Regions from separate parts of the Rattus norvegicus genome. Here region 1 is linked to region 2. A link is a contact called in public Hi-C data. All regions are on one chromosome and are shown on one strand. The core of a region is the stretch at or near the end of the contact, and the rest is flanking DNA. Distances in the headings are between cores, read along the strand shown. Region 1 holds the start of Ankrd44 (ankyrin repeat domain 44). Region 2 overlaps Ankrd44 (ankyrin repeat domain 44).

What was found. A called contact is a pair of places that touch in the nucleus more often than the background predicts.
Region 1: a contact with region 2 is called in a Hi-C map of hepatocytes, with 1.6 times the contacts expected there. The contact joins the promoter of Ankrd44 here to the enhancer-like site in region 2. A contact is called at or near these places in 8 of 12 Hi-C or Micro-C datasets (the A7r5 cell line, the Rat2 cell line, Schwann cells and 4 more) and 1 of 1 datasets of contacts at active chromatin or transcription factors (oligodendrocytes).

The regions. Positions count from the first base shown.
Region 1 is chr9:63,917,032-63,923,696 of GRCr8, forward strand. It overlaps Ankrd44 (ankyrin repeat domain 44), which reads right to left and starts at 4,909. Exons shown (of 28, transcript NM_001191807.4): 1 at 4,701-4,909. The coding sequence starts at 4,727.
Region 2 is chr9:63,727,194-63,733,653 of GRCr8, forward strand. All of the region lies in intron 9 of Ankrd44 (ankyrin repeat domain 44), which reads right to left. Among named protein-coding and RNA genes, the nearest start is that of Ankrd44, 190 kb to the right of the region's middle. Within about 2 kb of position 3,183, at least 35 of the 93 cell types and tissues checked have an H3K27ac peak or open chromatin away from gene starts, as enhancers often do. A contact at or near this core is called in Schwann cells, hepatocytes and kidney, where this site is marked.

The sequences.
Region 1 (6,665 bases), core at 3,659-6,158, 190 kb after region 2:
ATAAATTTTAAAGTAATTTAACATTGCATTGTAAATGTATGTTAATAAATCGTATTTATCTTGCTGAAATATAAACCTTTTTTAAAGATGTCTTGGTCCTGTGTCTTGTATAAGAATTCTGCCTTTTTGAGTTTATGCTTACTCTCTATTTAGAATAATGGGAGTGAAAGCTAAAGTGCTCTCTCTTTCTTTCCTCCTCCTCCTCCTTCTTCTTCTTCTTTCTTTTTTCCAGAGCTGGGGACCGAACCCAGGCCCTTGCGCTTGCTAGGCAAGCGCTCTGCCACTGAGCTAAATCCCCAACCCCTAAAGTGTTCTTTTAAAAGAGGAGGCTCCATCTCTTCATGGCTGGACTTTTATTTACCCTGAAGCAGACAGTAAAGTATTTAAGGGAAGTATAAGTTCCTTAGAAAAGTCCTTTGTACGGAAACAGGTATCAGCATAATTCAAGATCCTGATATTATCACACAGGACATGGGAAGTGTGTGCCTGGCTAAGCAGAAACTTGAAAGGAGGCATATCAAGATGCCACCAGGAGTTATCTCCCCTGTTAAAACTCTTCCTCATTTGCTGGTCTGGCTTTCTGGTTTGCTAAGGTAGCTCAGCATTGGAGATGATTGTAGGCTCCTGTGCTATGCAAAAATAAATAAATAATCGAGAAAGGAGCGGCCATGCTACCAAGGCAGCATTCAGTGGGTGTGGAGGTGAAGGAGACAAGCCAGGTAGAGGCCAGCAGGTGCAGAGACCTCGCAGCAGAGTGAGGAGTCTGCCAGAGGTGGGTCTGACCCCATGGGCAGAGGTGTGGTCAGTGCTGCCTCTCCAGAATTTCCCCATAACTAAGTGGAGAGACATGAGCTCTACACCTGCTGCTGCCTTTTTCCACTGTGAAAAGTATAGCCTTGCGAGTCGGCCCCACCCGTGCAATCAGACTGCCACAGGAGGACACTGTACGCAACTGCTCTCTGGGTGTGTGACCTGTACAAGTGTCAATCATCCTCCCTGCTCCTGTTTTCTCAACTATAAAGTAGGAGTGACCACCTACCTGCTCGTGTGACTGTGTGGATTAAGAGAGGTGATTCACTGCAAGGACCTAGCACACGGGAGCGAAATCAATGCAAGCCACTATTATGCACAGGCCATGAAATGCCACCGTCAAGTACACTCCCCAAACCTACCAGTGGGCTGATATGTCTAACCAGATCAGAATCTCAGAGTTAAATCTGTGTTTCCTCTCCTCACTCCTGCAGCATGCACATGGTTGGCTTGCAATCCAGTACATAGTGAGTTGCTGAAAATACAGGACGGCCTGATAGAAAATAAAATGTCCAAAGGCCCAACACTGTGGCCAGAAATCCTGCCTTCAGAGCTTCAGGGTTTGTATTATCTGGCCACTGCCACAGCTGCCAGACAGTGCCTTTGGCAAGGAGATGGGTGACCGGAGTGTGAGCTAGGACTTGGCAAAGAGATACTAAACCATAAGGCCTCCAGGCGGGAAGCTCCGAAAGGGCCAACTGCTGAAGCTGTTTGTCTACCAGACTCTTTGAGAGAAATGGAACAGTTCTGCTGCCGTTAGCAAACTCGCGTCAGAAAAGTAGACCATGCCAACGATAAACGAGGACCTCGGCAAACCTGGCTTTGTAACTCTGAAAAGGCAAAACTGATGGTAAGAGTCAGACTGACAGGGCAGTCAGTACAGGAACAAACCCTATAGTGCTTTGCCTCTATTCATAAGGAATGCACCCTAAAAACTCAATGTAAAAGTCCAACTCTAAAGTCCAATTGCAAAAGTCTGCATGACTACTTATTATAAGCTAAGCACACTGCATTTGCATGTGACGAACCTTCTTCAGCCTTATGATTAGCTCAGTTCTCCCAGGATGAACTGAGCTAATCATGCCTTACTGTCCACCCATGAGGAAATGGTCATCTTACTATATTAATTACATAGGTCGATAACAATGTTGCAGAGAGTAACCAACCAGCTCCTCCAGTTGTACCATCACATGCCGGTGTTTCCAGGAAGCCCCTCAGTCCTGGGCAAACAAAAATGGTCCCCAAAATACTTCCAAAGGAAAAAAAATAACAAAAGGACAGACTTACAAATGCAGAAGTGCTAAGTGTCAAGCTTGTTCGCAGCACAAGCTCCCAGTTCCTTTTCACAGTAGAAGACTGAAAACCACAGCAGCCTCTCCCTTCCCCCTTAACTTTTTAATTCTCCCAAAACAAGTTAGAAAAAAAAAATCGTAACCCTTCTCTTGCTGGACCCAGAGGTCACTGTTGAACTGGCTGCCAAAGTGATATAACCACAGCCACCCAGCCAGTTCCAGCCTTCAGTGTCAGGGGACAGAAAAAGTCATTGATGATAACCTCTCGCTTCGACTACATCCAAGTTATCAGCAGCCGGAATGTGTCCTCAAACCAAAAATCAAAGAGCTGTAGCCAAAAGTGGAGATTCGCCTTACAAAATGGACATTGAAGGGACCAGAAGAGTGAGGCCGGGATGGCCACAGCATCCCTGAGGAAGGAGCAGGTGGCCCCAGCTCAGACTGAAGCAGGCAATTCCATGCAGGTGGCTCCCCGCCCACAGTGATGGGACAAAGCTCTTCTAGGAGGAGTTTAATCCACAGGTTGTTAGCATGAGTACCTGAGGTTAAGAGCCAACTTCTAAGAAGTAAGATTCAAACACAAAGTAAGACTATATAAGGCAAGAAGAGTACACTTCCTGGGCCTAAAGAAACACAGAAACCATCTCTGCTCACCACTGCACCTCACCCCGCCCTACCACCACCACACCCCATCTTCCTCTGGCTTTGTCCCAGGATAGACTGGTGGTTTTTGGGTGTTCCTGGATCACAGAACTCCTTGGCTCTTTCTATATGTCAGGAGATGGAGTCAAATGAAGGTTTTAACCCCTTTCTCCCCAGGGGCAAGTGGAGTTTACTGGGGGAACAAAGTGGGTGTAACTTAGAAAGATTCCCAACGACAAACATCTTTGAAAAAGCCTTGCTCTGAGAAGCCAGAGAATAATTTCCTGGGCTGCAGAGCCCAGTGGTACACTCCTCACCCAGGCTGATGTACCTGAGGAGAAAGCTCCTTCTCATACCCTACTTTAACACATCTGCTGAAAGGAAGGAGAGACATATCTCAAGGCTCCGATAGCGGCCTGGGAGGTGGACACCACCAGTCAACACTGAGGATCTTGAGGAAGATTTGCTTGATTTTCCCAGTCAGCTGATTTTTTTTACTTAGAAAATAAGGAATTCAGGGTAAATGATTAGCATCTTTCTAAGTAAAATTCTACACAGAATTCTTTCATATGTAATAACATAGCAATGCCTACTAGAACCACACTGTACTCTGCAGACTTAGGAATTAACAAAGTAGAGAAATGTGTACCATCAACGTTGACAGGACTCTGGACACAAGACAACGTAAGACTTAAAATAAGCAGATGTCTAACAGTTGGCAAAAATTGGGAACAAAGGGTAGAGAAAATCCTAATATCAATTTACAAGCATTTTAAATGCTCAGTGGCCAACGAGGAGGGGCAGGGTCACACAATTAACAGCTGCTCTCCCTGCTAAATTTAACAGAGTTTTAAACTCAGTGATTTCTGAACCAAGGCAGGGAAGGGAAGAAAGGGGGGCTGTGAATACTTAAGGTAAAAGCAAGCTGAACTAAATTTAATCTAAAGGGGCAAAACAAACCATTGTGGCTCACTATTGCAAAGGTTGCACTTAAGTTGCAAAACATTCTGGCTGAATTCTAACTAGCAAGACACCAGATGCATCCTATTAAGAAGTTTGAGGTGTTTGATAGAGGGGGCTGGACTGTTTGATACCATATATCAAAGTCAAGATCGCCACGCTGCTTATCAGGCCCCCAAAACAATGTTCATGTCAGTGTGGATGAATAAATCGGGACATGAATAAAGCTTCGTCTTTCCCCCTTGTAAAGAGCTGTGAAGAGGTTTGGTTTGGTTTTGTTTCACACAATTAAGTTGAACTTCCGTGAGTGTCAATATCTAGATATGTGGTAAAGACTGTCAATCAGATTCAATACATAATCCCATTCCTTCAAGCCAAACTCCAGGCTGCCCGGTGTGATGTCTCAGTCAGAAAAGCAACAAAGCTCATGGGCACCAGCGTCTACGAGCTCAGTCCGGGACCTGACTCCCATCTCCTACTCGGAGACCTGGGCCGAGAACGCGCGTCTCTCAGCACCCCCAATCCCACACCCCACACCCAGCCCCTGGGCAACTAAAGAGGAAGTCGGGGTGTTCTATCCAACCGATGAAGGCAGGCTTTTGCACCGGAGCGGGGATCGGCCAGCCTCTAGCCTGGCGCGGGAGAGGTCCGGGGCAGAGGGGCTGCGATCCTCTCTCCCGCCGTCCACCTTCCTCCCCCTGACCTCAGGGAGCCTTCCCCCGAGGACCCCCAAGCTGACTGCTCCTGAGTGCACGACACAGCCCGAGTCTCCCCTTTCCCGGTGCGGCGGCGACCCGCGCCCGGCGGCCACTCCCGCACCCCGCCGACCCTCTCCGGCCGCGAACGCGCACTTGCGACGGTCCAGGGCGGAGACTGCGCGGGAGCCAAGCCCCGAGGCAGGCCGTGCACGCTCAAAGGCTGCGCGTAAACAGCCCGGGGCGCGCACCGCTCGCTCGGCGCCCGCCGCGCCCCCTTCTCCGCGCCCCGCGCCCCTACCTGATCGCAGAGTTTGAGCACTGCCATTCTTCCGTTCCCGCGCGCGCGCACATACAGCTCTCCGCTTCGTAGATGTCAACGCCGGGAGCCCGGAGAAACGGAAGGGACGGCCCGGGGAAGCGCCAGGAGCTGGGCTCGCGAAGGTGACAGCCCTGCCACCGCTCGGCCGCTGCCGCCTGCCTCCCAGAGCCCAGCCCCGGCTCGCGGGAGTCGCAGCCCGGCCCGCCCGCCTTTATACAGGAAGTGCCGGCCGCTGCCAGCCGGGCCGCCACTGACATCACCGCGCGCTGCCTCGCGCCGCCCGGGCCGACGCTGCCTCCTGCCGCCCGCGGCGGCTCCTCGCAGCCCGCGGCCCCGGCGCCCTCCCGCACCTGCACCCCGCTCCGCCAGGAGCCAGCCGAAAGGGGAGGGGGGGCTGACGCCGACTCTCCCCAGCAATCCCACCCGCGCGCACGCCACTGACCGGCAAGCCCTCGCAGACACACCCCAGGGGTCCAGAAAGCTTGCCACTCACACGCCGCCAACTTTCACCTTGCAGACTGCGTCACACCCCCTTTCCCTAAACCTCTTCCCAAATCAGATTGCTCCAGAGCTCCGAATTTCTGCCACCTGGGCGCAGGGCTGACAATCTCTTTGTTTAATATAAGGAGGCCTTGGACGCGTCGTGACTCCAGGGCTTCCACCACATAGCAGTGGAAGGAACCAGGGCTTTGATCCACCTCCTAGTTAAACCACACACTATCCTAACTTGGTAGCCTAGGCTTGGGGTTGGAGATGGAACTGAGAAGGAAAAAAAAAAAAAAAGTCCTAAATTACCGCACTAAATAAGTCCTAGCTGGTTTATTCCTACACGATTGTAAATTGCATGCTGCCCACTCGCACCTTCCACACACAGAAGACAGCTGTCTAACAGACCAGGCTTCTAATACAGCGGTAGCAACCCATAGTAAGTGCTGATATTTCTGTGATCTGGGAAAGCACTTATAAATTCAGGCAGTGGCTGGGCATGGAGAGATGGGGCATAAGCGGGTAAGATACTGTGCTGGTTAGCTTTTACCGCTGCTTGAAACAGGCTACAGTCATGAGAAGAGGGAACCTTAGTTGTTTTTTTGTTTTTTGTTTTTTTTTTTTTAAACGCTCCCACCAGATTGACCTGTGGGCAAGCTGAGGGGGCATTTTCTTAATTAAGGATTAATGTGGGTGGGCTCAGCTCACTGTGAGCTGTGTCACCCTGTAATAGAGCAGGCTGAGCAGGCCATGAGCACCAAGCGGGTAAGTAGCACATCCCCCTGGCATGTGCTTCAGTGCCTGCTTCCAGGTTCCTGCCTTGAGTTCCTGCCCTGGTTTCCTTTAGGGATGAACTGTGCTGTGGAAGTGGAGGCAGAAAAAACAAACAAACAACTCTTGCTCAAGTTGTTTTTTGGTCACGTTTTTGTCACAATAGAAACCCTAAGTAAGACAGGTGCCTACTCTCAAAGGACACTCAGATAAACCAGACAGCCATTGCCGATTAATATAAATCCAAACCGAAAGGATCACAAGGAGGAGTACTTAGGAAGCAAAAGACCAGAGTAGACTGGTGCCTAGGGGCAGGCTCCCTGAAAGAGAGGGAGAGCTGAGATCTAAAGAAGAAAGTTAAGTCGGGAGCTAGGCCACACCCCGGAAGTCGCTGGTGCCCCTAGCAGGACCTTCAGGACTGTTGAACAGCAAATCAAAACTGCAAAGTGACTGGGTAAGATCGAACGCTGGCCTCACACCTGCCTCAAAAGTTTACTCACAAACCAGTTGTAGATTCTTCCTCCCCGTGGCCAGTGCCTCAACAAAGGCCTCATGGAAGAAGGGAGCTACAGCAATGGTGTCGTATCCTTGCCTTTATCTTCCACCCACTCTGGCTGGTGAAGCAGCTAAATCCCAAAGCTACTCCTACCTGTACCCTAGACACTGTGATTCTAGTCATGCAGAAAA
Region 2 (6,460 bases), core at 1,933-4,432:
GCAGGACTCAGGAGGCTACGGCAGATGAGTGGTGAGTTCAAGGCTATCCTGAGTTACATGGTGAGTTTTATCCTGGCCTCAGCTACATAGCAAGACCTCATTTCATAAATAAGGAAGGAAGGAAGGAAGGAAGGAAGGAAGGAAGGAAGGAAGGAAGGAAAAGAAGGAAAGGAGAGAGAAAGGACGAAAGAAAGAAAGAAAGAAAGAAAGAAAGAAAGAAAGAAAGAAAGAAAGAAAGAAAGACAGACAGACAGAAAGGGAAAACGTAGAAACCAGAAGAAAGATATAGGAGATGAGAGGGTGAAGCCAAGCAGGGAGGACGGCAGGATCATGATGGGTGCTTGCACTCACGTAAACAAATATACTCATTAAACACACTTCAAAATATAAATATCCAGTGTGTTAGAGGAGGGATGAGTCATTCTAAAGTATTAGCTTTTGGTTATGGTGTTTAGAAATAAATCTCTATCATTATGAGAATCTGTACATTATTGAGCTATTGAACCATGCTCATAGATAACAGTTATAGAGTATATCTCAGTGAAGGACGAGGCTTGACCAAATAGTTACCTCACTCACCAGTACTGCCAAAATGAAAACCAAAATCACCAGTCCACCAAGTCCCATCACCTTTGACCTTGTTTTCATTATTAATTATATCAATATATTGATATATTCATTTTCACAAGATATACTAATATATCTGTACACACACTAGACACATGCACACTGTATTTGCCAAAATAAGAAATGCAAATATATGAATGAATGAATGAATAAATGAATGACTTTGATCAAGTTGTAAAGATATATTTTGTTCTAAACAATGTATTATTGATAAAGATGATCAAAGAAAACACAAAAAAAGAGAAAAGAAGTTATTCTTAAATGTACTGATTATATAAGCTAGTATTAGTGTTCTGGAACCTTTTCTTCCATTTTTGTGAATATGTGTATATATATATATATGTGCATCTAGACATAACTGTGTGCATGTGTGTGCATATCTATGCATGGGCATTTGCATGTGTATATGTGGAGTATATGTAGAATTTTCCATGGCTGAACTCATGTAGTGTAGAAATACTCGTTTCTTGCATTCTCCCTTAATGCTACCTTATAAATACTTCCGTGTGTTATTTTTTCACTAATATAACTGTAAATGACTATATAATATCTGCAATTTGGAGTATTTACTTAACCAGTCCCCAGTCACTAGACTTAAGAAGCTCTTTCCAGATTTTTGCTATTAAGAAAAACAGAAGAGTAAACATCTCTCTGAGAACACTTCCCCCTGCAGCTCACTTCCTAGCAGCACTGTTAGACATACAACTGCTGGATCAAAAGTCTGCACCTTGTAAAGACTCTGGATAAGCAGTAGAAAAACAGCTTCTGAGAAAGGCTGTGCTGGTTCACCTCCCTGTGAAGTGTTCTCAAGCATTACCTCAGAGTCTTTCTGGCCAGGCTCCAGTGTCTTGTGATAAAAATATTACACACACCCCCCCCCCCCCCGCCCAAACATCTGCACATCTCTTCATTCCAACAAGCCGGTGGATCCTACCTTGGCTCATCCCAACCAAAATATCACCAAGGTTGTTCTTTCAGGAAGTAATATTTTTACTGGATAAGTATATTATTAAAATATGGTCATTAACAACAATCTTTATGGCAAAATACTAAAAGTGTGTGGACCTTGTGAAGGAGGTCACAAACTGTGCTCGTCACAGAAATATCTGAGGGACTTCCCTCTGTCTAAGAGACTCGTGTGCCTCGATCTTGACTTGAAGAAATCAATTTGCTGCCGATGGGTCTGTGCACATGCGGTTAACAAGTTAACACTGTTTTCAAATGCTAACTCCTCTTGCCTTTGACCAAGGCAGAGAACTATCAAAGGCGGCCTGAATCCAGCACTGCTCTCTACTCAAATCTGTGTCTCTCTGCTGTGGTATTCATTTTTATAATGAATTATTCAAACAAAACACTATGATAATTCCTATTAACACGATAATTATATATTTTCTATAAAATATAGAATATATATGTATATATATGTATGTATATGCATATATATTTCTAAAATTTTACCAAAATGCCAATATAAATTCTGATTAGGGAGATCTTTCAATGATTCATTTTGGTTTGCAGTAAATGTATAGTTATTTTGTAATAACGAAAATGATAAAGTTAACTTAATCACTGTGAGCATCTAGGGACTAGAGAAATATCTCACTGTGACCTGATTTTAGAGGCTTCCATTTAAATCATTTCTATGGCTTGATAGTATTTGGGGCAGCCATTGGGCCCCCATGGCTACCCAGCATAGTTCAGGGTGTATATATCTGTGTAAGGACCTAAGCTATGGTCTGCCTGAAACGCTCAGCCTCGGAACTGAGCTAGGAAAGTGGGGAAGGTGACGCATCGACTTTAGAGAAGCCTCTATTCTGGACATCACTACACAGCCGTGCTTGCTTCCGAGCTGAGCACCGCTAAGGGCTTCTGAAGACCAGCTCATGCCTAGGTTTACCACCCTCAGATGTGTCAAAAACTGAGAAGAGAAAGAAGACGATGCAACTATCAGAAAGGTAGGAAACCACTTTTGTCTGAGTCTAAAAGGTTACCCGTTGATGCTGTCTTGTTATAAGTCAGTTAAAAGGCACGCGAAGATAATTAACATATGTATATGCTTTTGCTGTCATTTCAAATATATTTTAGGGGCGCACCATAGCAAGAGAGACTTTGCATTTGTATCTGAAAATACGTTTCTATTAAAATAAATCCTCTGGATGGGTGAGTTTTTAGTTTATCAGCCCTCTACAGACATTTCCACTTGAAAAACTTTAAGCCTTTCATGGAGTATACATTAAATTATACATTAAATATCTTTTTACCCTTCATCTGAAGGCTACAAGTTAAACTCGGCAAACTGATCATTACTAATCAGTGAGTAAAATAAGCTTTCAGCGCATTAAAGGTGTGCACAGTGTGTTCAAAGGGACTGTCCGCATTCATCTGAAATTAGCTTTTCATTCCACAGACCAGAATGGTCGTCTGCAGTTGCTTCAGAAGGACTGTGAACCAAAAGGCCAAAAGCTCATATTGCGTCATCACAGGCTAGTACTTGTAGAAGCTTTGGAATAAAGAGAGCCTGTACCGGAAGAGTCTAAGGCAGTCTCGCTTATGTAACTTGCTGGACAGCCTGAGGCAGCTGCCTCATGCCAATAGCTGGACCAAATGCCTGATTCCACACAGTGCCTCTTCAGGAGTTCCCATTCCTCTCTTGCTGTGACAGGGGGGCTTGTATCAAGAAGCAATGTGATTTGAGCCCAAGTACACTTTGTTTTTTAACTAGAATAGGAGAATTATGGGTTTGTGTGAGTGACTGCCTTCCTGAAGTTGAAAGATGCTGGAGGAGGCAGGTTTTCGTAGACGGAATAGCCCCAGCTGGAGAGCAGAACGAGACGGGTGCTCACGGAGGTGGAACATTTAAGCCGTCTAACAAATGAAAACACATCGGACATTGCCCAGTGGTGCAGACAACTGTGTCCCCTTGTGATAGAGCCTTCCAGATCCCACACAGCAGTTGATGTGAGTGGTGAGGCGCTCTGGAGACTGACACCAGGCCTGGGAATGAGCCTCTGGGGAAGCAGGGTCTTAACAGGAGCAGGATTTTTTTTTTCAGAAAGGACGAAATAAACAGGAAGAAAGAAAATAACTTCCTCTGCTCCCTAAGAGCATTTCTAAAATGCCCAGAAAGGTCAAATGGAAGAACTGACAGTTCTCGTGAATGTAATAAAAGCAGAAAGAAAGAAAAAAAAAAAAAACACAGAGTTGTCTGTCTATGGGGACAACTCTCCCTTCTCCCTCTCCCTCTCCCTCTCCCTCCCCCTCTCCCTCTCCCTCTCCCTCTCCTTCTCCCTTTTCCTCATCCTCCCCCTTCCCCTTCCTCTCCCCCTCCCCCTCTCCCCCTTTCTGTCCCTCCTCCTCTCCCTCCCCTTCTCTCTCTCAAATATAGGCACCACTTAAACTGGATCAAATCCAAACTTGAGAGAAAATCTTCGACTATGGTTGTTCCTCTGGGGAGATGTATGTGTACAGATGTCGGACGAGAAGCTGCTCTCTAACACTAGACTGTGCTCTAATCCCTGACCCCACATGCTGCTCAGAAGACCCACTGCCACTGACTGCCTCACTGTGAGGTTGATGAGAGCACCCCTTCCTCCTGGGATGGCAAGGAGGAAAAATATGGGATATATGTCCAAGAGCCTGGCACAGAATGAACATTTAGTCAATGTTAGCTTTATCATTACATGTGTCAGCCTCTGTATTACATCAGCTCAGGCCTGAGGGACCTAGGCCACCTATAAGCCATACGGCCAGTCAATGGTGGGGTAAACTTTAAGATGCAGGGTTCTTTAAAACAGAAGCTAAGACTCTCAGCTCTTGTCCTAACCTGAAAGTGCATCAGACTCCAAGTCTGACTAATGGAGAAGTCAAGGCAGTCAACAGCCCCGGGTGTGACATAAGCACAGTAGGACGGAGAGAGAGGCTGGGCCAAAATGAGCGGGAGGAGATGTGCGTGTGATCTAGCAAATGGACAGACGAGTTCAGAAGGCAGCTCATATGGTGTTTTTCTCTGTAAATGTTCTCGGGGCTGAAGACCCAGCCCAGTAGTTAAGAACACCACAGTTCTTGCAGAAGACAGAGTTTATTTCCTAGCATCTATGTGTCTGCACACATCAGTCTGTCACTCCAATTCCAAGGAATCTGATAATCTGATCTTTTATGAGTGCTGGGAATATGCATAGTGCAATACGTACATGCAGGTAAAACATTCATACACACGATTTTTAAAAATTCTTTTTAAAAACAACTGTCTTCTCTCCACCTTATCTCTGCCACTGGAGGGTGATCCTGAAGTGGCCACTTCCCATAGCCAGGCAGGACTCCCAGTGGAGGGATGAGGACAGCAATCCATCCACAAAACCTCCCATCCAAAATGTGTCCTGCCTACAAGATGTGCGGGGACAAAGATAAACAGAGACAGAGGGAATGGCCAACCAATGACTGCCCCAAATTGAGACCCATCCCATGGGCAGGAACCAATCCCTGACACTATTAATGATACTGTTAGGCTTGCAGACAGGAGCCTAGCATAACTGTCCTCTGAGAGGCTCTACCCAGCAGCAAATAGAAAGAGATGCAGAAACTCAGAGCCAAACATTACATGGAGCTCAGGAAGTCAAGAGTCAGGTAAGGACTGAGAGACCAGAAGAAGACAGGGACTTCATAGGATACAGAGTCCATTAACCTAGATCCTTGGGGGCTCCCAAAGACTGAACCACCAACCAAAGAGTGAATGTGGGCTGAATCTAGCACTCCCCCATCATGTGTAGAAGACATGCAGCTTGGTCTTCATGGGGTCCCCCAACAACTGAAGCAGGAACTGCCCATGACTCTGTTGCCTGCCTGTGGATCTCATTTCCCTAAGTGGCCGCCTTGCCTGGTCTCAGTTAAAGAGGATATGCCTACCCCTGTGGTGACTTGTCATGCAGGGGGGAGGGTTTGGAGGGCTGGAGGTGCAGGTGGAATGGGGGATTGATACTCAGGGGCACCTCTCCCTTTTCAGAGGAGAAGGGGAGGAGGAATAAGGGAAGGATATGTGTGCAGGGGAGGGGGGGTACTTGGAGGAAAGGAGGGGACTGGCATTTGAATGTAAAGTGAATGTTTAAAAGATGAAAAATGAAAAAAGTAAAACTTTTTATTCCATATAGCTAAAGTCCACTGGTTAAACTCACATCAGGAAAAAAAAATTCAAGGGGCTGGGGAGATGGCTCAGTGAGTAAGAGCCCTTGCTCTGCAAGTGGGAGAGAGGACTTAAGTTCAAATCCCCAGCATCCACATAAAAAACTGGATGTGTACAGAACCCCAGCGCTGGGAGAAAGGAAAATTCCCATAAGTTAAGCCTCATTCATTTTGAGGGGAATAGAAACTTTCCGAAAAGCTGGTGAGAAATATAATAGGGTAAGAAAAGAACTCAAAGAGGAGAAACATTTATTTTATGCCTGTCAAAACGGGTGTCTGTGGCTCCTACTGAAGGTTAGGCATACTGGGCATCGTGCAGTGACTTTCCACTCGGCCTTCCTCGACTCACTGGAAGCTTGTTCAGCTGGCTTTTCCCACACAGCTTCACCTACATGGTTGTAAAGTCCCGTGCACTACTGTGGATGTTTGCTTTCTGAGAGGCATTGTCAGTGCACGGTTCTCTATATAGATGCCACGTTTGGTTTGTTGGTTGGTTGGTTGGTTGGTTGGTTGGTTGGTTGGTTGGTTGGTTGGTTGGTTTTGGTTTTGGTTTTATGACTTGAGTACCTAAGTTACATCTCAGTGCCACTACCTTTCCATGTTGCCCAAAATTCTTATATTTACGAAACAGAGAAATCCAAGAAAAGTCACTCACATT